Linked DNA regions of Rattus norvegicus: region 1 is linked to region 2. Evidence: chromatin contacts called from public Hi-C data. All regions are on one chromosome and are shown on one strand. Each heading gives the region's core, a stretch centred on a gene start, on an enhancer-like site or on the middle of the called end of the contact. The rest is flanking DNA. Distances are from core to core; before and after follow the strand shown. Region 1 has its middle 110 kb from the start of Sfswap. Region 2 holds the start of Sfswap (splicing factor SWAP).

What was found. A called contact is a pair of places that touch in the nucleus more often than the background predicts.
Region 1: a Hi-C map of Schwann cells shows a contact between it and region 2, with 3 times the contacts expected there. The contact joins the enhancer-like site here to the promoter of Sfswap in region 2. A contact is called at or near these places in 2 of 12 Hi-C or Micro-C datasets (Schwann cells and mammary epithelial cells).

Annotation. Positions count from the first base shown.
Region 1 is chr12:32,928,354-32,932,955 of GRCr8, forward strand. No RefSeq gene overlaps it. Among named protein-coding and RNA genes, the nearest start is that of Sfswap, 110 kb to the left of the region's middle. Within about 2 kb of position 2,323, at least 3 of the 93 cell types and tissues checked have an H3K27ac peak or open chromatin away from gene starts, as enhancers often do. A contact at or near this core is called in Schwann cells, where this site is marked.
Region 2 is chr12:32,813,203-32,818,069 of GRCr8, forward strand. It overlaps Sfswap (splicing factor SWAP), which reads right to left and starts at 2,830. Exons shown (of 19, transcript NM_001400984.1): 1 at 2,454-2,830; 2 at 1-74. The coding sequence starts at 2,671. It overlaps LOC134481178 (a long non-coding RNA gene), which reads left to right and starts at 2,696. Exons shown (of 2, transcript XR_010056506.1): 1 at 2,696-2,829.

The DNA of each region.
Region 1 (4,602 bases), core at 1,073-3,572, 110 kb after region 2:
ATATAATATGGACTATATTATATAATATGTTATATGTTATATATTACATTATATGTTGTATAAGAATATTTTGCCTACATAAATGTCTAGGCATCATGTGCATGCCCAGTGTTCACAGATGCCGGAGAAAGGTGTTAGCTCTCCTGAAACTGGAATTACAGACGGTTGTGACCTGTCATGTAGGTGCTGGGAATTGAACCCGGGTCCTCTAGGAAGAACAGCCAGTGCAATCTCTCTAACCCCAGTCTGGAAGGTTCTTCATACTTCACAGTTACAGGACAGATCCTGACAATATTGTGACCCTCTTGGAGAGGGAAAGGAAAAGCCGGTTCTGTTTTGACATCTTCTGCTGCCCTTGGAACTTTAAACCTTGTTCTGGGTCCTTGGACACCGTTGGGGGAGAGACAGGGAGCAGAGAGTGCAGCACAGAAGATGTATATCCATGCCTCCTCCCAGCCATTTGGATTGTGGCTCTCAACGACGATCGATCGACCATCAGGATGAGGATATAAACGCGTGCAAGAAAATGAGTGTCTCTCCGTGGCTGCGATACACGCTCCATCTGCTAAAACCATCCCCAGCCTCTAACTCAGAGAGCTTCTGTCTTTGGCCAGAGGCCATGGCCCTCCAAACTGCCTCTGGGTGCATTTGTCCCCATCAGCCACTTACTGACTGAGGGCAGGGAACGAAAAGCAAATCTGAGGTCTGCCTGTGGCAGAGGGCTCTGCATCATGATTACTGAGCTGTAGGACGCCTTCCCCTGACACTGACATATCGCAGGGCCACTGGCATTAACCCAGCCACCTGCCCATAAGAACTGCACGACTAGCTGCCCTTCATGGAGGTCACGTGCCTCCCAGAAGCGTCACGCACTTCACCCTCAGATGTCTGCATTCTGGGAGCTGATAATTTGTGTCTGCTAAGTGACCACCTGGATGAGAGAGGTCGAAGTGCTGAGACATTGCCTTCGCCTGTCATACGTTCTTATGGAGGTTGGTTTGAGGTGGAATGGGTCCCCGGGAGTACCGGGCTCTGTGGCAGGAAGCAGCTCTGATCTTCGGTCCTGAGGATTTTCTTGCTCTTGAATCTGCCGCTCTCAGTGACGCCTCAGCTGTCTGGGACAGACCCAAGAGCCATTGGCCTTGTCTCCTGTAGAATGGAGGGTTCTCTGGAGAGCCTGGGGAGGAATCAGTCAGGGAGGACACTGACCCAGGAATAATGGAGGAAGATTGAGGAGGGCTTCAAGCCCCGGATACGAATACCTCAGATGAGAACAACAGGCTCCCTTCCCCCCTCAACCTGATGCCTGGAGATCAGCTTCCCCCACCCCCCTCTTACCCCCAATAAGAATTTCTTCCCCTGGCAGTTATCAGGGCTCACTCCTTGTGGTATGTGTTTTTTTGGGGGGGGGTGCAGCTATGGTTCCGTGTCCTCCACTTCCTCCCTCTCAGAGTATCCGGATGCCACTGCACACAGACTTGGCTCGGGGTGGGCTTGAACGCATACCGTTTATTCAGGGTGAGCCAGGGGTATATGTGAACCTTGGAGCGTGGGAAGGGGTAGTTTCATGAGCTAGAGTTTGAAGTACTGGGAATAATTCTTGGATGGAGAAGCATTCAAGGAATCCCAGTTACCTGCTGAGTGGGTTCTTATTGGGAAAAGAGGAAGTTGAACTTGTCGGTCTGCCAAAGACTACTCGACCTTCTCCAGGTGAGGGTATAGGGGTTCAGGCTCCCCAGACAAGGTCAGAGAATGGGAAGACCTGCTGAAGGGAGTCTTCCATCGTATGCCAAAGCTCAGAGAAGTTATCCTGTCATCGTAGAGTTTGATCTTAAGTAGGGTTTCCCCACATGAACCCCCCAACCCCTGAGTATGCACATGAAGGATCTTCCGACATCCTTGTCCTGGCCAATTGTACACAACTACATAAACCTTGCTCCAGAGACCCTGGCCACCTCCCCAGGGAGATAAATACTCCTTTCTCCCCCAGCCCATTAAACGGAATCAGTTCTCCAAAGCTGTTTCATATGTGCGAGCGCGTGCGTGCGTGCGTGCGTGCGTGCGTGTTCTTTACACACTGCCGACTAAGACCCTTATTGCATCCACCCTCCCTGGCCAAGCTTAAAACCCCAGAGTACAGCAAGAGTCCTGGGGATGGTGCCTGCTACCCTCATAAGCCTCATAAGCCTACTGCTGGCGATGAGAGCTTTTTCCTCCCCGGGGGAGGCTGCATTTAGAGGAGATTTAATCAGAAGAGAAGAATGGGCCTAAGAGGGTCTCCAGGGAGTTGGGCTCTCAGCGCCCCCTGCTGGCAGCTCGGCAGCTCTATAGTAATTGGCTGGGCGGGCTCCTACCACGTTAGCTAGTGGCTGTGCACTCAGCCACGCTCAGGGCCCACATCTCTCGCTCTGCTTTCATGAATCTCCCACGCTTCCTCATGGTAATCCTAACGGAACGGCCATTATCTTCTCGCTCCCTGCGTACTTTAGACAGACACTGGCCAGGTCCCTTTTTCATGAGCTGGCATCTGGGGCACACAGGGTCTTTCCTTTCATCTGGCCCTTGTTGAGAGAACGACTTTGCCTTTTCCAGGGTACGGGGCATGGCTACTGTGGCTGGTGCTAAGCTGGGAGGGAGGCTGGGGGCAAGCCAGGTGGGATGGTGGCTTTTCTATCCCACAGTGGTGAAAGGTTGATATAAAGTCTGGGGCTTCAGCAGGCATGGTGGAACATTGAGGGAAGTTAAACTGAGGAAAGCACACTAAAACAGGGCAGAGAAGGCCCTTCCCCTACTGTGGTGATCGTAAGGCCAGCTCTGGACTCTACTTTCCACCCTGAATTTAATGAAAGATGGCTTCCATCTTGTCTCAGAGCCCGCGACTTGAGATTCTTCACAGTCACCCTGACCCATAGGTCACATGAAAAGTGTTTCCCTGTAAGCTGTGAGGTAACTAGGAGTGCATCCCCCATTGCTAGAACCTTAAACATAGAGCATTCCCAAAGTCCTCATGGTGGTGGTTCTGCCTGGTGGCAGATACTGATTTGGACCTCTGCTGTTCTGAAGGATGTAGGGGAGGGATGCTTTGGGCAACAGGGCTCAGAGTTCTCTTGCCTCTAGCCCGGCCAGATGTTCCTAGAGAGGACATCCACCCAGCCCCCACCATCAAGGCCATTGACGTAGAAGGAAGCATGGTACAAAGCAGGGGCTTTGTCAGAGGGTGTTCTGGGTGCTGATGCACCCTCTTCAACCTCCAGGGACAGTTGAGCCATTGCCTCCCCGTGGCTGCCTGAGGCTGTCTTCCCAGGACATCGACCCTAATGAGACAAACAGCTGGATAGGAGGAGATGCTGGCAGAGGGGGACAACGACCTTGAGGTGATGCCATTTATTTCTCCCGAAGCTTAGCTAAACTCTATGGAAACTGGAGCCTTCAGGAGAATTGGTTGCATGTAGGTGTTGTTGTAAAATTATATTAAAATGCTGTCTTCTACCCCCCCCCCCCACTAGGTCCGATATGTACAGTGCCCCCAAGATATCTGCTAGATATCTTGCCAGAAACACACATCCCAACTCCGTGGCGACCCAGTGTCTCTGCCGCCACACACTCTCCCAAATTCAATTCTCCACAAGAAAGAACACGCAACACAATAACCTCTGATCCAATTGATGAGGTATAATTGCCCACCTAAACATACAAAGCCCTGTACACATCCATCCCTTAAGAACATTCATAACAACCTGTAAATACACAGAGTGGAATCTTAACGTCAGCCTCTGTGTTCTCCCTGCCGCTTCTCTGCAGTCTCCCCTAGTCTCCCGTCCTTTCCATTCCAGTCTCCTCCTCCTCCTCCTCCCTCAAGCTTGTCTCCTACCCATCTTTCCTTCTCATCCAATGACGGGCCTCATTCTGTCTTGTACCTGCCTAACTTATGACATCATCCCACATCCCTCCGGTCTGGGAGGCCATCTTCTGGCTCAGCCCAAGTTAAGCAACACTGCCATTGTGGCTAGGAAGCGCAGGTAACTTGTGGGAGGGAGGGATCTCTGTGGAGTCCCCAGTCATCAGTTGCCCTGCAGAGACCTGGTGGCCTTCGGTTACACATTTTTTGTTTGTTTGTTTGTTTGTTTGTTTGTTCTGAAATAGGGTTGCTCTGTGTAGCCCTGGCTGTTCTGGAACTCACTCTATGGACCAGGCTGGCCTTGAACTCAGAGATCTGCCTGCCTCTGCCTCTTGAGTGGTGCTGGGATGAAAGACATACACCACCATTGCCTGGCTTATATCTGGAATTTTTTTTTATTAGAAAAGCTGATACTTAGTCAATCTTACAAGCAGCCACAAACCTGTAAGGTTTGTTTCTTTAAATTAGCTTCCAGCATTCAAGAGCCACGGCTCTACTCTGGCCTAACTTTAGATATCTGGTTCTGATTTTTTCTTTCTTTCTGATCTGTCTATATTTCCCCAGTATGCAGCTGTCAGTCATTTCAAGGGTATCTGTTGTTGGTATTTTTTTTAAATAACTTCTTATTGCAAAGTATATTTACTGTAGAAGAAATCTAGTCTTTACTATAGAAAAAAATTAGTCTTTTTTTTTTTTAAGGAAAG
Region 2 (4,867 bases), core at 1,580-4,079:
GGTAGTCTCGGTTCCACGTGGCGTACTCAGCATCGTAGGCGGAGAGGTCATGCAGGTGACCACGCCCGTCGTATCTGTAATGTGAACAGGCTGGTCACTGGAGGGAAGTCTACACCCATGCTGGTTGTGTGTGACACTCTATGCACATACTTACCAAATACTTAAAATAATAAAATAAAAATATTAAAACAAATGCAAAGCTTCAGATTTATACTTAACGTGACTAATCATCTCTCACCTACTTTTAACTGGAGTAATCATAACAAACTCTAAGCAGCTCTCTACAGCACAACAGAACTTAGAGCTAAAGGCAGACAATCCTTTAGGGTAGAAAACGTATCCCCCTTGCTAGCAGTTCTTACCATGTATGCTTTGGCCAACCATTCAATGCCACTTGCAAAAAATATCTGTTCTCAGTAGTTAAATATTACAGCTTACATTCACACAGACCGAGTCCATAAATACCTATCCGACAGAACCAAACGGGCGAAATTTCCTCGCTTCTTCCTGCTAGTCCCGAACTCTCAGGAGAGATCTTCACCAAAGAAACTTGCGTCCATTGGAGGTAAAATCTTGGCTAGGCTCGCCCCTAGCCACTTGGCTGAGGAGAGAAGTGCTGGGTTATGTGGTAGAGAGACACACATACAAAGGAACAGTGACATATACATGCAGTTTAAGGAGGTTCACTGCAAACATGGCAAAACCATCGGAAGGCATCAGTATATCCCTTTAAGTCCCAGGATGAAGACGCATTGTTGAAGACCAATGGGTACTTTACCAAATTAGGATTAAGAAGAGCACTTTTTGCTATGTTTGAACATAAGACTCAATGGAGATGCTGTCAATGTACAACTGCCAGACAATAAATGAGTTAGTGAAGTTTAAATCTCAAATTTAGGTTGCATAGGTGAATGTGGAGCGACAAACCAAAGTTTGCATGATTTATTAATGTTTACTTTTGTGATAGAGACTAAATTAGGGAAGGAAAATGTACACCACAGGAAAAAGGCCAAAAATTCCTGGGAACCCCAACAGTTTCATTTTATTATCAAAATTTGTTTATCTTTGATTGTAAACCTCCTTAACTTACAAATGTATTATTTTCAAATATTACACATATACATGTGTGGTGTTTGCTCCCCACCGGTTTTGGGAGATCTAACTCAAATCATGCACAGAATGATACGGGAACTGCATACGGAGTAGAGGTTTCAGCATTTGCCCAACTTTTAACAGTACACGTCACCACCAGAGCCTGGCAAGGATCATCACTTGCTATCAACCGAGGTTCAAAGGCATAGCATATTCCAGCAGAGAGGACCATCAGACCTAGAGCCGATCTGATCTGCAACACTCCCTTCACAAGTCCTTTCTTCCTAGATCTCTCCCCAAATGGAGATGTCAGGGATCATAAAGGCCTACTGGTCATTAACTTGTCCGTTCTGGCCAGCTCAGAGGTAATCCCTACAGTCATGCAAGTTCCAAGTCTTTGCAGAATCCAGTTTTACTTGTCTCAAACGATGGATTTCCTTCACTTGGAGAAAACCACTCCACAGCTTAATAGTTGCTCAAGTGAACCTTTCAGTCCTGGCCCCAGAAGCACTATTGCCCAACGGAAGGACAAATACCCAAACCCGGGATGGTGGAGGAGGAAAGAGGGACTGAAAAAATGAGAAGAGAGGTAGGTGGGGAGCAAACCACCCAATCATGTAATGCCATTCTTTTCAAATCAAACACCTTCAGAAATCCACATTCCCACCCCTTTACCCTCAACTCAGGGTGCCCTTCAGTGGATGTGATTTGAAAAGAAACAACACAAAGGTAAACCCAGCTCCACCCTTCAGTTTTAGAAAACAGTGAAACCAGCTCTAAGCACGCTACCCCTAAGAGCAAGGTCCGCACGGGGTCGACCGGCTTCCAACAGACAGCAACTTCACCCACTACCGCGGTTGGTCAAATGGTCGCATAACCGCGGGGAAGGGCTCGCCGGACGCCAAAAGTCAAGCCGGCCAGAGACAGTTCAGGCTAACTCACGGGGTCCAAAAGAAGCTTCTACCCACGGCCTCGGCGTGCGGCGTTTCGGAGGAACAAAAGCGCACTCCCGGGCTCCCTCCCGCACAGCCAGCGGAGGGACAGCGGCACCCGCCCCACGGCGCGGGCGGGAGGCCCGGGCAGCTTCCACCGCGCTGAGTCGCCAGCAGCAGCCCGGGCTCGAGGGGTTGCGGGAGCAGAGTCGATCCCTCCGGCGACGGCGCGGCGCCAGCTCTGGCCGGAGCCTTAGGGCCGGTTTCACCGTCCCCTCCCCCCGGACGCCGGGGAACGTGGGGGCAGGGAGGCCCCCGAGTCCCCGGGCTCCGCAAAACCCCCTTTTCGGTCCTGGCCATCAAGTCAACATCAGGCGAAATCAAGCGGGCGAGGGAGGGGAGGGTCGACGGGTGGGGGGAGGAACCGACCTGTCGATGAGGATCTTGTGGTCCCCCATCCAGGGGATGAGGTGCTGTCCCTGTTCTTGGGCCAAAGCCCGCTCGTCGTCGCGGAACAACTTGCAGGCATAGCCGAAAACCAGAAGCTCCACCCGGTTGCCCCCAGTGCCGGTGCCACCGGGCCCGGCCTCCTCCTTCACTCCGCCTTTCCTCTCCGCCTTGGCGCGGCCCCCGCCGGCACCGTACATGACAGCGTCCACGACGTCCGGGCCGGTCTGCTGCTGTGCCGAACAACGTCCCTGATGCCTCGCCTGGCCTACCCTCTCAGTCAAAGGCGCCGCATCCTCTTCGTAACTTCAACACAGCCGCCATAGCGAGCCACAAAATGGAGGAAACGCAACTTCCGGTAGGAAGCCCGCACTTTCCGGAAGTAGTAGTGGTAGATTCGCCACGATCACAAGCCGTTTGAATAGCTAAAAAATACGTAGACCTTAGTTTTCGTTGTACAATTTTATCTTGAGATAGTAATTTGTGTTTATGAGAAAATTTTACTTATGCTTTTTTTGGAGACCTCCTACGATGTGGCGAAAGCGCGGTTTGTGGCCGCGCGCCAACTTCCGCTGTAGCTGGAAGGCGGCTGCGAGGTGTGTAGGCAAAGTGGGATCTCGTTGAGAGCGCGTCTCAGCTTTCTTAGTGAGACCAACGGGCTTTTGCTCATTTCTGACATCCCGTTTTTTAGATCACTAGGAAGCCTAGCCCTAGTCATCTGACTGAGGAAGCTTCCAAGACTTGTGAGCCCTAAATATTCGAGGTGGCGGGCTTTCAATGGCTAGGAGCTTCAGTGGCGGAGGAAAACTCCAGCTAGGAAACAGCGAGACGGGATGTTTCCTTCTGGGAAGCAGATCCTTTTTTTCTATTTTAAAATACAGGATGTCAATTGTGACCCAAATTGGCCTGGAACTCTGGCAGTCCTAGCTCAGTTAAGATGCTAGTATTATCGACATGAACTCTGCTGGGCTGCAGTTTTTCTGGTGTCTGACCCAGATGATTGGTTCAGAGTCGGACCGGAGAGAACACCAATGGTCCTTAAGAAAAAAACTCTGTATTTCTTTCAGCTCTGAACATAGACCCAGGGCCTCACTATCACTGGTTTATATCTGCAGCCCTTTTCGTTTTAGTTTAACTTATTTATTTTGTGTGTATGTGTGTAGGCGACTCGAGTTAGATCGAATTCGACATGATGGAAGGAGAGAAGGACTTCGAGCACGTAGCCCCTCCCCCCAATAAATAACTATGTTTTTAAAAAGTGGATGGCGATTTAGGGAAACAATTGACCTCTGGCCTCCATGTGCATTTGTGTACACACTGCGCACATGCATATGAACATGTACACGGACTAGAAGGTATACTAAGTAAAACAGTTATGATGTGGAGAAGGTTACTTTGCAGAGACGTCTTAAACCTAAAGCCAAAACTCATTTAATGATTTTTAAGTAAAGTAACTCAGGGCGCACACGCATGCACACTCACACTCACACACACACACACACACACACACACACACACACACACACACACACACCAGCAGACAGTGTCTCTTTGTAGCCTTGACTGTTCTAAAATTTGCTCTGTAGACCAAGCTGGCCTCCAACTCAGAGATCATCCTGCCTCTCCCTCACAACTGCTAGGATTAAAGGCATTGCTTGACCATCACCCCGACTCCATCAGCAATTTTTAAAGTTAATCTAACATAAAAAATCTAGACATTAATATGATACATACTGAGGAATGATAAGAAAATACTTGTTTGCCATAACTACTATGTTTCTATAAGAGCAGGAAACTTTCTATGTAGTATAAAAAACACTGCAGTTCTTACCATATAGTAGTCTCAGCTGTGAGCTGTGACATTTTAGACTGTAGGGCATTATCCCAAGTGCAGTTTGCACGGTGTGCTCAGAAGCCACCAAGGCCGCACCAAAGTCACACAATAACACAGCTGAGCACTGCCAGAAACACCTGGGCCCATTATACACTTGGTTTGGAATTTCAAAATAAAATCGTTTGTACTCAGAAACGTTTACTATGGTCTCTGACACCGACATTCAAATACATGACCTCATTTGGGATATAGAGCCACAGTTTGGAAAATAGTTGGGGCTGGGAAAATGCATAAGTTGATAAGTGTTTGCCTTACACACAGAAGCGCCTGAGTTTGATATCCAGAACCCATGCAAAAAGTATTGGGTGTGATGGTGGTTGCTTAGAATCCTGGAGCTCTAGAAGCAGAGACAGGTTGAGGTGTCAGGTTTGATGGCCAGCTAACCTGATTTACTTGGTGAGTTCTGGGCAGTGAAAGGCCCTATATTACAAAAAGTAGGTGGCACTTGAGAAATGGCATCCAGTGTTCTAGGGCCCCCACACAGGCTATTTGAGTTTCATCT